Linked DNA regions of Mus musculus: all the other regions are linked to region 1. The links are chromatin contacts, called in public HiChIP or PLAC-seq, capture Hi-C and promoter capture Hi-C maps. All regions are on one chromosome and are shown on one strand. Each heading gives the region's core, a stretch centred on a gene start, on an enhancer-like site or on the middle of the called end of the contact. The rest is flanking DNA. Distances are from core to core; before and after follow the strand shown. Region 1 holds the start of Mxra7 (matrix-remodelling associated 7). Region 2 holds the start of Evpl (envoplakin). Region 3 holds the start of Srp68 (signal recognition particle 68). Region 4 holds the start of Ten1 (TEN1 telomerase capping complex subunit).

What was found. Promoter capture Hi-C pulls out the DNA fragments that hold promoters and counts their contacts. HiChIP or PLAC-seq counts read pairs in DNA pulled down with a chosen protein or histone mark. Capture Hi-C pulls out chosen DNA fragments and counts their contacts.
Region 2: a contact with region 1 is called in a capture Hi-C map of embryonic stem cells, with 4 times the contacts expected there. The contact joins the promoter of Evpl here to the promoter of Mxra7 in region 1.
Region 3: a contact with region 1 is called in an H3K27ac HiChIP or PLAC-seq map of microglia, with 5 times the contacts expected there. The contact joins the promoter of Srp68 here to the promoter of Mxra7 in region 1. A contact is called at or near these places in 3 of 39 promoter capture datasets (hippocampal neurons and liver) and 2 of 115 datasets of contacts at active chromatin or transcription factors (bone marrow-derived macrophages and microglia).
Region 4: a contact with region 1 is called in a promoter capture Hi-C map of liver, with 2.8 times the contacts expected there. The contact joins the promoter of Ten1 here to the promoter of Mxra7 in region 1. A contact is called at or near these places in 2 of 39 promoter capture datasets (cranial neural crest and liver) and 1 of 115 datasets of contacts at active chromatin or transcription factors (large pre-B cells).

What each region holds. Positions count from the first base shown.
Region 1 is chr11:116,826,110-116,829,315 of GRCm38.p6, forward strand. It overlaps Mxra7 (matrix-remodelling associated 7), which reads right to left and starts at 1,937. Exons shown (of 4, transcript NM_026280.3): 1 at 1,620-1,937. The coding sequence starts at 1,889.
Region 2 is chr11:116,236,424-116,239,587 of GRCm38.p6, forward strand. Evpl (envoplakin) reads right to left here and starts at 1,668. Exons shown (of 22, transcript NM_025276.3): 1 at 1,477-1,668. The coding sequence starts at 1,574. It overlaps Gm33250 (a long non-coding RNA gene), which reads left to right. Exons shown (of 8, transcript XR_389161.4): 8 at 1,724-1,803.
Region 3 is chr11:116,272,928-116,276,114 of GRCm38.p6, forward strand. It overlaps Srp68 (signal recognition particle 68), which reads right to left and starts at 1,290. Exons shown (of 16, transcript NM_146032.3): 1 at 999-1,290. The coding sequence starts at 1,179.
Region 4 is chr11:116,197,284-116,200,159 of GRCm38.p6, forward strand. Ten1 (TEN1 telomerase capping complex subunit) reads left to right here and starts at 1,572. Exons shown (of 4, transcript NM_027107.1): 1 at 1,572-1,700. Acox1 (acyl-Coenzyme A oxidase 1, palmitoyl) reads right to left here and starts at 1,762. Exons shown (of 14, transcript NM_015729.3): 1 at 1,313-1,762; 2 at 939-1,098. The coding sequence starts at 1,421.

The DNA of each region.
Region 1 (3,206 bases), core at 687-3,186:
TGGGGGGGGGGGCGTGTCTCATTATGTAGACCAAGCTGGACTGGAACTCACAGAGATCCGTTCCTCTCTGTCTCCCGAGTGCTTAGAATAAAGGCAGAATCTCCAGGCTCACTCAGCTTAAACCACAGGCTTTGGGAAGCTGAGGCAGGAGGATTCTGAGTTGGAGGTCAGCCTTGAATACATAGTGGGTTCCAGGTCAGCCTAAGCTACATGTCAAGAAGTCAAGAATCTGTCTCAGTCAAGCAACCAACCAAAACCAGAAAAGGACCCGTTGGAGGATGCGTGTGAAGAACACCTCGGAGAAAATCCAGTAGGAAACTGCTCTACTCCAGAGGATAAAGTCAGGACTGTGCCCTGCTTAAAGACACCTTGGACTTTGATCTTGAATCTGCTGCTGCGAAATAGGAAATAGGCGAACCATTTGAAACAGGGCTGATGGGGACAACCAGGGAGAGCCTGAGAGAAATCCCAAATCCACCTGGCCCTCACTCCAGGACTGTGAGCTCCCAGCAGCCTTCCATTCTCTCTGGGCTGAACACAATAGTTCTCCTATTCAGGGCTAGTTAGAAGCCACTCTAATGACACAATTAGTCACCCACTTGTCAAGCAAAGAGCCTGCTAGTAGGGAGTCTGGCAGACTCAGCAGAGAAAGGCCTGAGCCCAGTCTCATTGCCGCCTCTCCTGTCCCAAGAGCTTCACTCCAGGGTAAACCATTGTATCCAGCAAGGGAAGGAGGCGGCTGCAGAGAGCCAACAGCTTGCCCACGGCGGCTAGCCCACGGCTTGCCCACAGCTTCCACTATGCTAGCCCACGGCTTCCTAACCATCCTGCCACCCAAGAACAAAGTATTGAAATCTGACCAGAGACCAGAGCATGTGGCCTGGCCTGGCACTGTGACATCCCAGTATCCCGGGCAAGCACGGATCCAATCTGCAAAGATGCATCTCAGAGACTGAACGCGTGAGGGGTACCCTGAAGACTGGTCAGCTGATAGCTCCTAGGAGGTGGGCAAGGTAGTTTGGGGGTATCAACTGCGATGGTCAGGGCCTCCTCTTGCACCTTTTGTTTCATATAAGCTGGGCTCATCCCAACGCAGGGGGTGGGGGGGTGAGGAGGTGTCAACGCCTACAAGCAGTTTGAAAGCTACAATACCATGGTCCCAGTAAGTGCCTTCCTCAGTCCCGTCCTTCCAGCCTCACAAAACGCCCACACTGACTCTGGAATCTGGATTCGAGTTGACCTAAAAGACAGGCAACTTCTCTTCTTGCACATCCCACCCCAAAGTACTGTGTTGTCAAGAGAGAGCTCACTTTAATTCAGACCTTGAAGTAGGACACGTGTTTGTGGATTTAGGCAAGGGTGGGCAGAAGCCAGGCAAGAGGAGGGTGCTGCAGGGCAGAGTGTCAAGGGCCTTGAAAGGCCCGGGACGGCCAGGACGGGGAGGAAGGGAGGACAGCTCCAAAGCAAGGCACTTGGAGGCACTTTGGGGGAGGATGGAGCGTCCCAGCCCCAGGAACCCTCCTTTCCTGCCGGCCACTAGCTCGGCCCTTCCTGGGCAGGTCCAGCCAGCAGGCTCGTAGGCGCCCTCCCGGGGACCCCACGGCGATCTCGGAGCGTACCTGCCTCCCCTCGGCCGCTGGCTCCTCCGCCTCGGACTCCTCCGGCTCCGCCACGCGCTCGGACTGGCTCGGTCCCTCCGGTGCAGGCTCCGGGGCGCAAGACTCTGGAGGTTCAGGCGGCGCAGGAGCCCCGGGGGCCTCGTCCGAGGCGGTGCTCTCCGGGGCCGGGACCCGGGCCGCCCCACGCCGCAGCAGCAGCCAGGCGAGCAGCAGCGCCAGCGCCGTGACCAGCGCGGGTAGCGCGGCCAGCAGCTCGACCGGCGACTCCATCGCGCCGTGGCCGCCGAGTGGCCGCCAGCCCGGACCCCGAGGGAACCCGCCGCGCCCCGCCGCCAGGCCACGCCCAGGGGCGGAGTTTCGTCAAGCCCACGCCCCTCGCGCCCTGGAGTGATTCGGAGTTCGGACCTTGGGAGGCGCTGAAAAGCTCGCTCTGGGGCACCATCTCAGCTCAGGCTTCAGTGCATTTCTGCCCTACAGAAGTTCATTTAGAGATGGTAGTGCAAACAGAAGAGAGCATCAGATTTCGTTACGGATGGTTGTGAGCCACCATGTGGTTGCTGGGATTGGAACTCAGGACCTATGGAAGCGCTCTTAACCGCTGAGCCATCTCACCAGCCCTTCCAAAGAACTCTTAAGTTTCTACTAGGGACATGGTGGCTCTTGCCTTTGATAACAAATCCCAGAACTCCAGAGGCAGAGACGGATGGGTCTATGTGCGTTCAAATACAGCCTGCTTTACACAAGCAAGCCCCAGGCTGTCTAGACTGCCTATGAGACATGGCGGAAAGAGATGAGAGGTTGGCAGCATGGCCCGCAGTTGCAGCATTCACAAGTTTCCGTTAACCACCACTGAGAAGAGACACATCCCCTCCAGCCCAGAGGCTGTGGGGATAGGATTGGGCTCTTCCTGCTGCTGGCTGGAGCTCACAGCTGTGAAGATGGTGTTAAGAAGGCTGGTTTTGTTTTTCTGTATCTTTCCCACTGCTCTCTCTATTGGTTAAAGTGTAAAACACACTGTAGCAACTGTCTACCTCCCTAGCACACCCCATCCGCCTTTTAGTTACTTTGAATAAATACAGGGCAAAGTTTGTCAGAAACAAAGAACAACAGAAAGCAACTGGGCTTAACAGGTGCCTGTAACCCCAGCATTCAGGAGGTGGAGGTAGAATTCATTCAAAGCCTGTCAGGGTTACATAGTGAGTCCCGTTTCAGCCTGAGCTACATGAGACCCTGTCTCAAAAGAACAGAAAGGGGTTGGGCTTCCCAGCTATTTAGAAAGCCCAGTAGACCAACCTGAGCAGTCTCAGCTCACACAACAAAACGGGGCTCCAGCTTTGGCTAGATGCTAGACCAGAGTTGTTTTGTTCTTGACATGTGGCAGAGGGGAAGGAATCCTAAGCCTACCAACATACTTACACATACAATGGTAAGTGCTCTACCACGGTAGGAGCCACATCCTACCAGGGAGAGTGACTATCTTACTGGGAAGAAACAGCACCATCTCACTTGTGAGCTCCAGCCATGACAGGAGGATCCCCTGTCAGCAGCGGGAAGGGCCCAATCCTATAACCACAGCCTCTGGGCTTA
Region 2 (3,164 bases), core at 418-2,917, 590 kb before region 1:
AGTGCTAGGATTAAAGTTGGCCTGTGCCACCATGTCTGGCGCTGAGCACAAAGGTCTCCTAGGTACTTAAAGAATTAAGCCATGGGAAGCAGCCAGCTCAGTGCCTTGGAGTCAGCACCCAGTATGTATCATTTTATTTTTATGTGTACGGATGTTTTGCCTAAATGTATGTCTGTGTATCATGTGTGCGTCTGATGCCTGTGGAGACCAGAACAGGATTCCCTGGACCTGAAGATGAATGTAGAAGCTGGGAATTGATCAGAGGTCCTCTGGAATAGCCAGTGCTCTTAGCCATTAAGCCATCTCTCCAGGCCCCAATCTCACTGTGTGGCCCTAGCTGGCCTAGCCTCCAACACACAGATCCGCTAGTCTCTGCCTCTGTCTGGAGTGCTGAGATTAAAGGCAACGTGTTAATTTTTATTGTACGGAAGCGAGCACTTTCAAGGTAGGGATGCCAGTGTTTTGCTGGCTAGGGCATTCCCAGAGGCTAGGGCAGTCTGGGCATAAAGAAGAGCTCAAGGAGTTGACACCTCTGAGGGGAACAAGGAGCCCTCAGCAGGACGTGTGAATGAAGTTACAGGAGTCTGGGACTGGGACCAGGACGCTTCTGGGACTCCAGGGAGAGCCCAGCCTCAGGTTGGGCCTCCTGACAGAGATGCTTCTGCTGGGAGCTATGCACCCCACCCTGGGCTGGGCGCAGTGCCTCAGGGAGACAGGTCACTGCAGTGAGAGTCTTAAGCACTGTCTTTCCTGTTGGCCCAGATGCCCAGCCTCTGGGTTGGCACCCTGATCACTGTCGAGGTAATGGGTACCTGGATCTTTGCCTTTCATCTACACTCTTATCTTGACACCTCTGCACCCCGACCGACACCTGAATCCAGGCAGGCTGCCATCTCCTAGAGAGGGCTTGGGGCCAGTGAGTGGGATGAACGTGGTCAGTTCTCTCTGCAGAGAGCCACTGATCAGAGCATGGCACCACCACCTCCTGTCACCCCCATGAGAAAGGCCTCCTGACTCTTGAAGGAGACAGACAAGACCCAGGGTTGGGACCTGGGGGGAAAGTGGTTTAGGTGGGGTGTACTCCAGCTCAGAAAGCCCTCTCTCTCTTGAGCCTCTTACTCCTGCCCACCCTGAATCCACACTCACTCCAAGATTTAGCCAACCCAAGTGCACCATCAGGGTTGCGTGCCAAAACAGGGAGCCAGATTCTGCTGGTCCCAGCCATCCCGTCCCGCACCTCTGAAAGGGCACCCTTCCCCTGTGCCCCCCAACATCCCTCATCCGCAGGAGAATGTGGGTGGCAGCAGGCTATCCATCCCTTGCTCAACCTGGGCCACAGGCAGGAGAGAGGCCCTTGGGCCCTTAGCCTAAGGACACCAAATGCCAGAACTGAGCTCTGCCGCCAACAGGTAGTTGGAACATACCTGGGCCCTGCACCACCCTGATCCCAGCACCGCTACCCAGGGCCCCACTCACCGATTGTGCTTGTTGGGGGAGCCCTTAGGGGACCCCTTGGCTGGGGAGCCCTTGGGGGACCCCTTCCCCTGGGAGCCTTTGCTCAGCCCCTTGAACATGGTGGTGAAGCAGGTGCCGGCTCAGGCTGGGCTCTCCTGGGAGGAGGGCGGCGGGAAGGCGACGCGCGTCCTCGCTGGCTACTAGCCGGGCTCTGGGGAGGTGGGGCGGCGGTCGGGGAAGGCAGTTTCTGGGAGGCTCCTCCCTGCAGGTGCGGTGTCTCTGCCAGGCCCGGCCCGCGCATGCCCCAGCGCCCGCCCCGACGTGCGCAGCCAGCTCCTGCACAACCAGTCTGGGAGGAGAGGGCACAGCCCAGGGGCGGGGCGCCCGTACGACTCCCACGGAGGTTTGGACTTGTTACACCCACATGCCCAGCCAGAGAGCGGGGATCACACCCAGGTGGGGAAGTGGCCAGGCTGGAGCATAGCGAGACAGACTGACTCAAGCACTTGTTCAGGTCCTGGCTCAGCGGGTCCTAGAGCTGGGGTTAGCCAACCTCAAAGGCTCTTGCACAGAGGTCCACTATCAACCGGGCCCCCACCCATAGCTCGGCCTGCCAGGAGAGGTGGAGAAGTGGAGAGGTGGGGCCACCCGGGCCTTGCTCTGTCTCCCACGGAGTGCTAGTAGACATTCACATCAGACAGCTATCTTTTTTTTTTCTTTTAAGCTTGAGAGAGGCTTTTGCTCTGTAACCCAAGCTGGCAACCAACCTCCCCGCCTCAGCCTCCCAAGTGCTGTCATTACAGGTGGGAACCACCATAACTGCTCTCAAATCTATTTTTAAAATGCGGGTGCCACCCAGCTGGTTCTCCATGTTCAGATAGGAACTCAGACTAGCTTCTGAGAGGCCAGGCTACCCAATGCATACCTTCTCAAGTCACGACCAGAATTGATCAGCCCTGTAGAGGAGCCGCAGGTCTCTGAAGTCCACAAGTACCCTGCTTGTTACTTTGTCTGGTTTCCAGGTAGAAAAGCCACTGACTAGTCCTTGTGGTTTCTACCAAGTCAGACAGACTGTCTGATGATCACATTGTCTTAAGATTTAGTGGCATGGGGCTGGAGAGATGGCTCAGTGGTTAAGAGCACTGACTGCTCTTCCAAAGGTCTTAAGTTCAATTCCCAGCAACCACATGGTGGCTCACAACCATCTGTAAAGGGATCTGATGCTCTCTTCGGGTGTGTCTGGAAACAACTATAGTGTACTCATATAAATAAATCTTAAAAAAAAAGGGGGGGGGCTGGTGAGATGGCTCAGTGGGTAAGAGCACCCGACTGCTCTTCCGAAGGTCCAGAGTTCAAATCCCAGCAACCACATGGTAGCTCACAACCATCCGCAACAAGATCTGACTCCCTCTTCTGGAGTGTCTGAAGACAGCTACAGTGTACTGTATATATTAGTAAAATAAATCTTTAAAAAAAAAAAAGATTTAGTGGCTTGTCTCTCACATCTGACGCCAAGTCAACTCCTATTTCTAGCAGGGCCTCGGTGCAACAGAAGAGGCCCAGCCGTCTTTTGGCTGCATCTCACCAAGAAGCTACTGATCATGGCCACTGAAGTAGAGAGAAGATTCCATTTTCAGCTCCTGAAAGAGGTTGCTAGTAGCAAAGGGAGCCGAAGAAGGCGGAGGGAGGACCTGGCAGAGCCAACAGCC
Region 3 (3,187 bases), core at 40-2,539, 550 kb before region 1:
TTAAAAGTATTTAAAATAACACGTTAAAAAAAAAAAGCCACATGCTATTAGAACCACACAAATGATATATAAGCTAATACAAACCAGAAAATGTTTCCTGAGGGTTGGGAAGACTGCTCAGCTGGTAAAGGACTTGCTGTTAGCAAGCATGAGGTCATGTTGGGATCTCCCCAGAACCCACGTAAAAAGGCCATACTGTTGTTTGCACACGTAATCCCACAGCTGGGATGGCAAGAGACAGAAAGATCCCTGGAGCCCACTGGCCATACAGTCTATTCCAAGTAGTGAGCTGCACTTTTGGAGGGAGACCCAGTCTCAAAGGTAGAGAATTAGGAAGACGTTGACCTGTGACCTGCAGACACAGCACCAGCGCTTACACCTACACCCATACCCATGCGGACTTGGACACTCAAAAAAAAAAAAAAAAAAGTAACTCCTACAGTTCTTCGAGAAGAGTCCAACAAGATAAAATGCCTTACAGACCTACTTTTGAAAAAACAAAAAACTATACACATGATATTAACAAACTAAAGTAACTACTATTCAAAACAGGTAAGCAGCAGCTTTCCTGGAGAGCACTCTCCCTCCATTTTCAAAGCATCTCGCTGTTTTATGACCCAGGGTTCGACAGCTGTCCGACAACAGCTCCACGCTGAAATGTCAAGGCTGCAGTTTCCCCTCCACAGTCCGGTGGCTCAAGGTACCGACCAGGAGCTCTGTGGGGTGGGCAGGGTGTCAACCCCGGCTCAGCCCTCCAACTGGACATCTGAGGGGCACAGAGGGAACCCTGCCTACCATCTCTATACCCCTTGCAAAAACAAGCTCCGGAAAGCCAGGACGAGAGGCAAACCATGCACACGGGAATGCCGAAAGTGAAGGGCAGGAGGCAGCGGCGCACCTCGGCTCCGCAGCCCGGTGCTGGCCCCCGCCGCCTCGCCCGCCCCCAGCCCTCCGAGCGACACGTAGTCATTGCGAGTTAGGCCACCGCTCGAGGATACTCTCCAAACTCAGGCTGTCCCCGAACTCTTTGTTTGCCTTCGATCCGGCTGAAGGGCGTTCGTTTTCTTTATTCTCGTCTCCTCCGGCACTGCGTCCGCCACCGCTCCCTCCGCCGCCGCCGCCGCTGCCGCTTCCACCACCACCACTACCACCACCCGGGATCTGCTTCTCAGCAGCCATCTTGCCCCTGAGCCGCAAAGCACGATGGAACGGAGCAGGCGAGACGACCAGCGGCGAGAGAGAGCGGCACTTTCCAGGCTGGGCCGATGGTACACTGACGGACTCCGCCGCAGACCGCGGATGTCTTGGGCCTCTGTGGTGTGTTGGTGTGCGCCTGCGCCTCCTGGGTTGAATTCGTGGCTGTTGCTGGGTCTCCGCATTTCTAAGGATTAGCCTCGCTTCAAATCTACCAAGGATAGGAGGACCCGAGAAAGATGCCCACCTCATGCATCCTTGCACCCAGAGAATGGTAGTGTACGCCTTTAATCCCAATACCGAGGAGGCTGAGGCTGGAGGATTGCCTCGAGTTGAGGTCAGTCTGGGTTGCACAGTTAGACCTTATTTAAAACACACACACACACAGACACACACACACACACACACACGAAGAGGCCTCGGTCAGAAGGCAGTGTCCCCAATAGGAGCTTGAGACCCGTGGCCTCCTCTAGATCATGTGACCATCCAAGTATGACTTTTATTAATCTTTGCGGGCGAGTACACCAGGAGTCTCAGTCTTGTGCCAATCACGGCAGGTGAAAAGAAGCTGGCCGCGTAACTCAGTCTACCCTTTTGTGTTACTAAAGGAGGTTGCAAAAAAATGTATGACTCCAACCCTTCCCCCCATCGGAGTTCAGAGATCAGCTAGTGTGGAGTACTAGTTCTCCAGCAAAAATATCAAGGAAGACTGGGCCTGGGCAGATGGCTCAGTGGTTAAGAACACTGGTTGCTCTATCAAGATGATCTGGGTTTAATTTTTAGCACGAGAATGGTGGCTCAAAACCATCTAGAATTCCAGTCCCAGGGATCCAACCCTCTTCTGGCTTCGTAGTCTACAAAACACATGTACACAGACATACGTGTAGACAGAATGTTCATATACATAAAACAAAATAAAAATAAAGGTTAAGGCTTTTGAAAACAAAAAATTAGACAAACTGCTTTCAGAAGGTGGGAGGCAAAAACTAACCTCAAAAAGTGGTCCTCCGAATTACACTCACATACTGAGCTGTGAAGCATGGGCCTGCACACACACACACCTAAACAATAAGCCATGGAGATGGCCCAGCAGGAAAAAGAACTTGCTATATAAACTTTTTAAAAAAGATTTTTATTTATTTATTATTATATCTAAGTACACTGTAGCTGTCTTCACACACAGATCTCATAACAAATGGTTGTGAGCTACCCTGTGGTTGCTGGGACTTGAACTCAGGACCTTTGGAAGAGCAGTCAGTGCTCTTAACCACTGAGCCATCTCTCCAGCCCCCACCTCTTTTTTTTTCAAAGATTATACTAAAGGTGGTTTATTGGGAAGCTGCTCTCTGACTGAGTTCACAGACCCCAAGAACTGAGGCCAAGTCAGTTGCCATGAGGAAAGGGGGAGGGGAGAGGAACGGAGGCCTGCAATCCCAGGGTGCAGCTAAAAATACAAATAAATGGTGTCTTAGAGTTTCTGCTGATGTGATAAAACATGGTGGTTTGAATAGGTCTGGCCTCCATAGACTCATGTGTTTGAATGTTTGGCCCATGAGGAGAGGCACTATTAGGTGTGGGCTTTAAGGTCTCTTTGCTCAATCACACCCAGTGTGGAATTAGAGCCTCCTCCTAGCTGCCTGTGGAAGACAGTCCCCTTGTCCCTTCTTGGCTTCTCCAGCCCCATGTCAGACTGTGTGCTGCCATGCTTCCCACCATGATGATAATGGACTAAACCTCTGAACCTGTAAGCTATTCCTCACTAAATGTTGTCCTTTATAAGAGTCACCTTGGCCACGGTGTCTCTTCACAACAATGGAAACCTAAGGCAAACATCATGATCAAGAGCAGATTTGAGAAGAAAGGGTTTATTTCATCTTAACTGCTCTCAGGTAACAAATAATCCACCTCTGAGAGAAGTCAGGACAGGAGCTCAGGGCAGAACCTGGAGGCAGGAACTGAAGCAGAAGCCACTGAGGAACACTACCTACTGGCT
Region 4 (2,876 bases), core at 322-2,821, 630 kb before region 1:
GGTTCTCCACGGACTCTCACACTTTCTATTACTTTATACTCAAACTACCCATTACATAAAAACAGAATCTGATAGTGTTCCAAAATAGTTCAATGTCTGGTCTTGCAATACAGTTCCTCAGAAAATCAGTAGGCGGATTTCGCCACCCCCTCTCTGTTTTGTCTTCAGTGCTGAGACTCAAACCCACAGCCTTGAGACACTAGGCAATCTGTGTTCCACTGCGCCACACCTTTGGTATCGGGAAGCTTTCTTACAAAGTGAAGGTTCACTTTGCACTTAAAGAACTTTCATAGGGATGTTTGGAACAAAAAGCTTTTTTATTATTTGCCTCTCTGTCTCCCCCATCCCCCCAGCGGGCTTCACTAGTGTTTGCCCGGCCTTCTGGCCCACCCTCTCCCACAGTTTCGCCATGTAACCCTGGCTGACGAACAGGAACTAGCTCTGCAGACCAGGCTGGTCTCAAAATCAGAGATCAGCCTGCCTCTGCCTCTGCCTCCTCCGAAGTGCTGAGATTAAAGGCATGGGTCACCGTGGCCCAGTTCAAAAGAACTTTATAAATTAAAGTTTCATCTTATTGTGTGTGGGGGTACAACAGCCACCTCTAGCAAATGGTCAGAGGACAATCTAAGGGAGGTGACTCTCTTTCTACAAATTGAAATTAGATGATTAGGCCAGGTAGCCACCTCACCATCCCTTAAAGTTTGTTAAAATTAAAAAAAAAAACAATTTTGGGCACAACCGTTCATTATTAGCATTTTTACAACTATGCTATGCTATCCTACTAAAAGATCTAGATGCAAAAGTAATATTATTTTTCACACATAAAATTGAATCATGAAGTATTCAATTTAAGCCTTTAAACGACATGCGCGGTAAGAAGACCTCCCCAGACTGCAGCTGTAGTTTGGGCATACACTAATGTGCTAAGATACACCTACTTTTTAAACCACATGATTTCTTCAGGGTCTGCGATGCCAAATTCCCTCATCTTCTTCACCATGGTGGCACTCTTCTTAACAGCCACCTCGTAACGCTGGCTTCGAGTGAGGAAGTTATAGTCCTCATGTTGGAAGTCTGGATCGTTCAGAATCAAGTTCTCTGAAAGAGGGTTAAATGACATCAAGAGAAACAGGTACTCACCCTCCCTGACTCCCATCAGATTAGAACAGAGGACGTTCCCCTCCTAATCCTGACACCGGACGCCCATCGAAGTAGGGGTCCCCGCTTCCCCTCAACTCCAGAGGCCCCAAATCCTCATTCACGGGGGTCTTTCGCCTGGTTCGGTATAAGAGGCCCGGCCCTCCAGGCTCACCGATTTCTCGACGGCGCCGGGTGTTCTCCGGACTACCATCCAAGATGTGCGTGATTAACTCTGGATTGAAGGTGGCGGCGGCCCGCTCCTTGCGCAGATCGGGATTCATGACGGAGACCAGTGCTGGGGGCAGAGGAGGTGGCGACAGAAGTGACAGGCACCAAAGCGATGACAACCTGTCTCCGCAGCTCAGGCGCCGACCAGGCCCTATGAGCGGAGCGAGACAGCCCTCGGCCCCGCCCCCTCGAGCCGTCCCCGCCCCGTCCCCGCCGCCACTCCTCACGTGACCGGCTGCAATCCCCGACGCTGGTACCGCCCGCCGGACGGACGAATCCCCTGCTGCGGGCCAGGGGAGGTCCCCGAGCGGCTCCTCGCCAAGGAAAGCAAGGTAAAAGGTCAAGGGACCGCAGTGGCACTGGAAAGGGAGTGGGGCTCTTCCCGGACCTCACGTCTCCAGGTTCACGTGATCTTTCCGGGAGGAAAAGAGCCCTGGAGACGCGCGCAACCGATTGGCCAGGGCCTTGAGGGGCGGGATTGCGCCTGCGCTGTGGGACTCACCTCCTTTCAGGCTAGGGCGGTGGGTGTGTGTGTGTGTGGGGGGGGGGTCCTCTCACCACAGTGTCCCCGGAAACCAGAAGGGAATGGGTGTCAAGGGTCTCGGGCGGGGTGAGGAGGCTAATAGAGGAAAGCTGTTGATTTTACTGGAACCCAAACAAATTGGAGCGAAAGGGTAACAGGACAAAGGTTACGTTCGGGAGACGGTTCATTGTCGTTGGCTAAAAATATTGCCGACTTGACTGACGTTAGAGACTTGGGATGCAAGGACCTGGTCCTGCGGAGCTTCCGGGTTTATGCACTGGGCCTGGATTTAAAGCGAGAGGGAACAGGTCCAGTTTCTCTACATTTTATAGCCCAAGTCTTTTCCCACCTAAACCGGCAGGGCAGGTCCTAGAAATTTTGAAATCTAGACTTTACTTTGCCATATCATTATCGTCATCGAAGATGTACCTACGCCTAAGAAGTTCTAGCGTAGGATTTATAACAAAGAGTTCCTGAGCCTCAAAGACAGCCAGTTTTCACCAGTTTGTTTTTTAATTCTTCCTTAAAAATTGCTAAGTAGTAGGCTGGAGATGTCGAGCATGCACTAAAGCCAAAATATAATCTCAAAGCACAGCATAAACTGGGCACCGTGGCACACACAGGCTTGCAACTTCAAGTGGAGGTCTGAGGATCACGAAGTCCAAGATCATTATCAGCTATATAGAATCGGACTGAAGGCAGCCTGGGCTGTGTAATGCCTTGTTTCAAAAAGCCTTTAAGTGCTAAGTAAAATGCACTCTTTCTTCATTTGATTTCATGCCACCAAAAAGAACTACGCCGGTAGTGGCGCACGCCTTTAATCCCAGCACTGGGGAGGCAGAGGCAGGTGGATTTCTGAGTTCGAGGCCAGCCTGGTCTACAAAGTGAGTTCCAGGACAGCCAGGGCTACACAGAGAAACCCTGTCTCGAAAAAAAAAAAAAAAAAAAAAAAAGAACTACATTTCTTCATTACCTCTCTAACTTG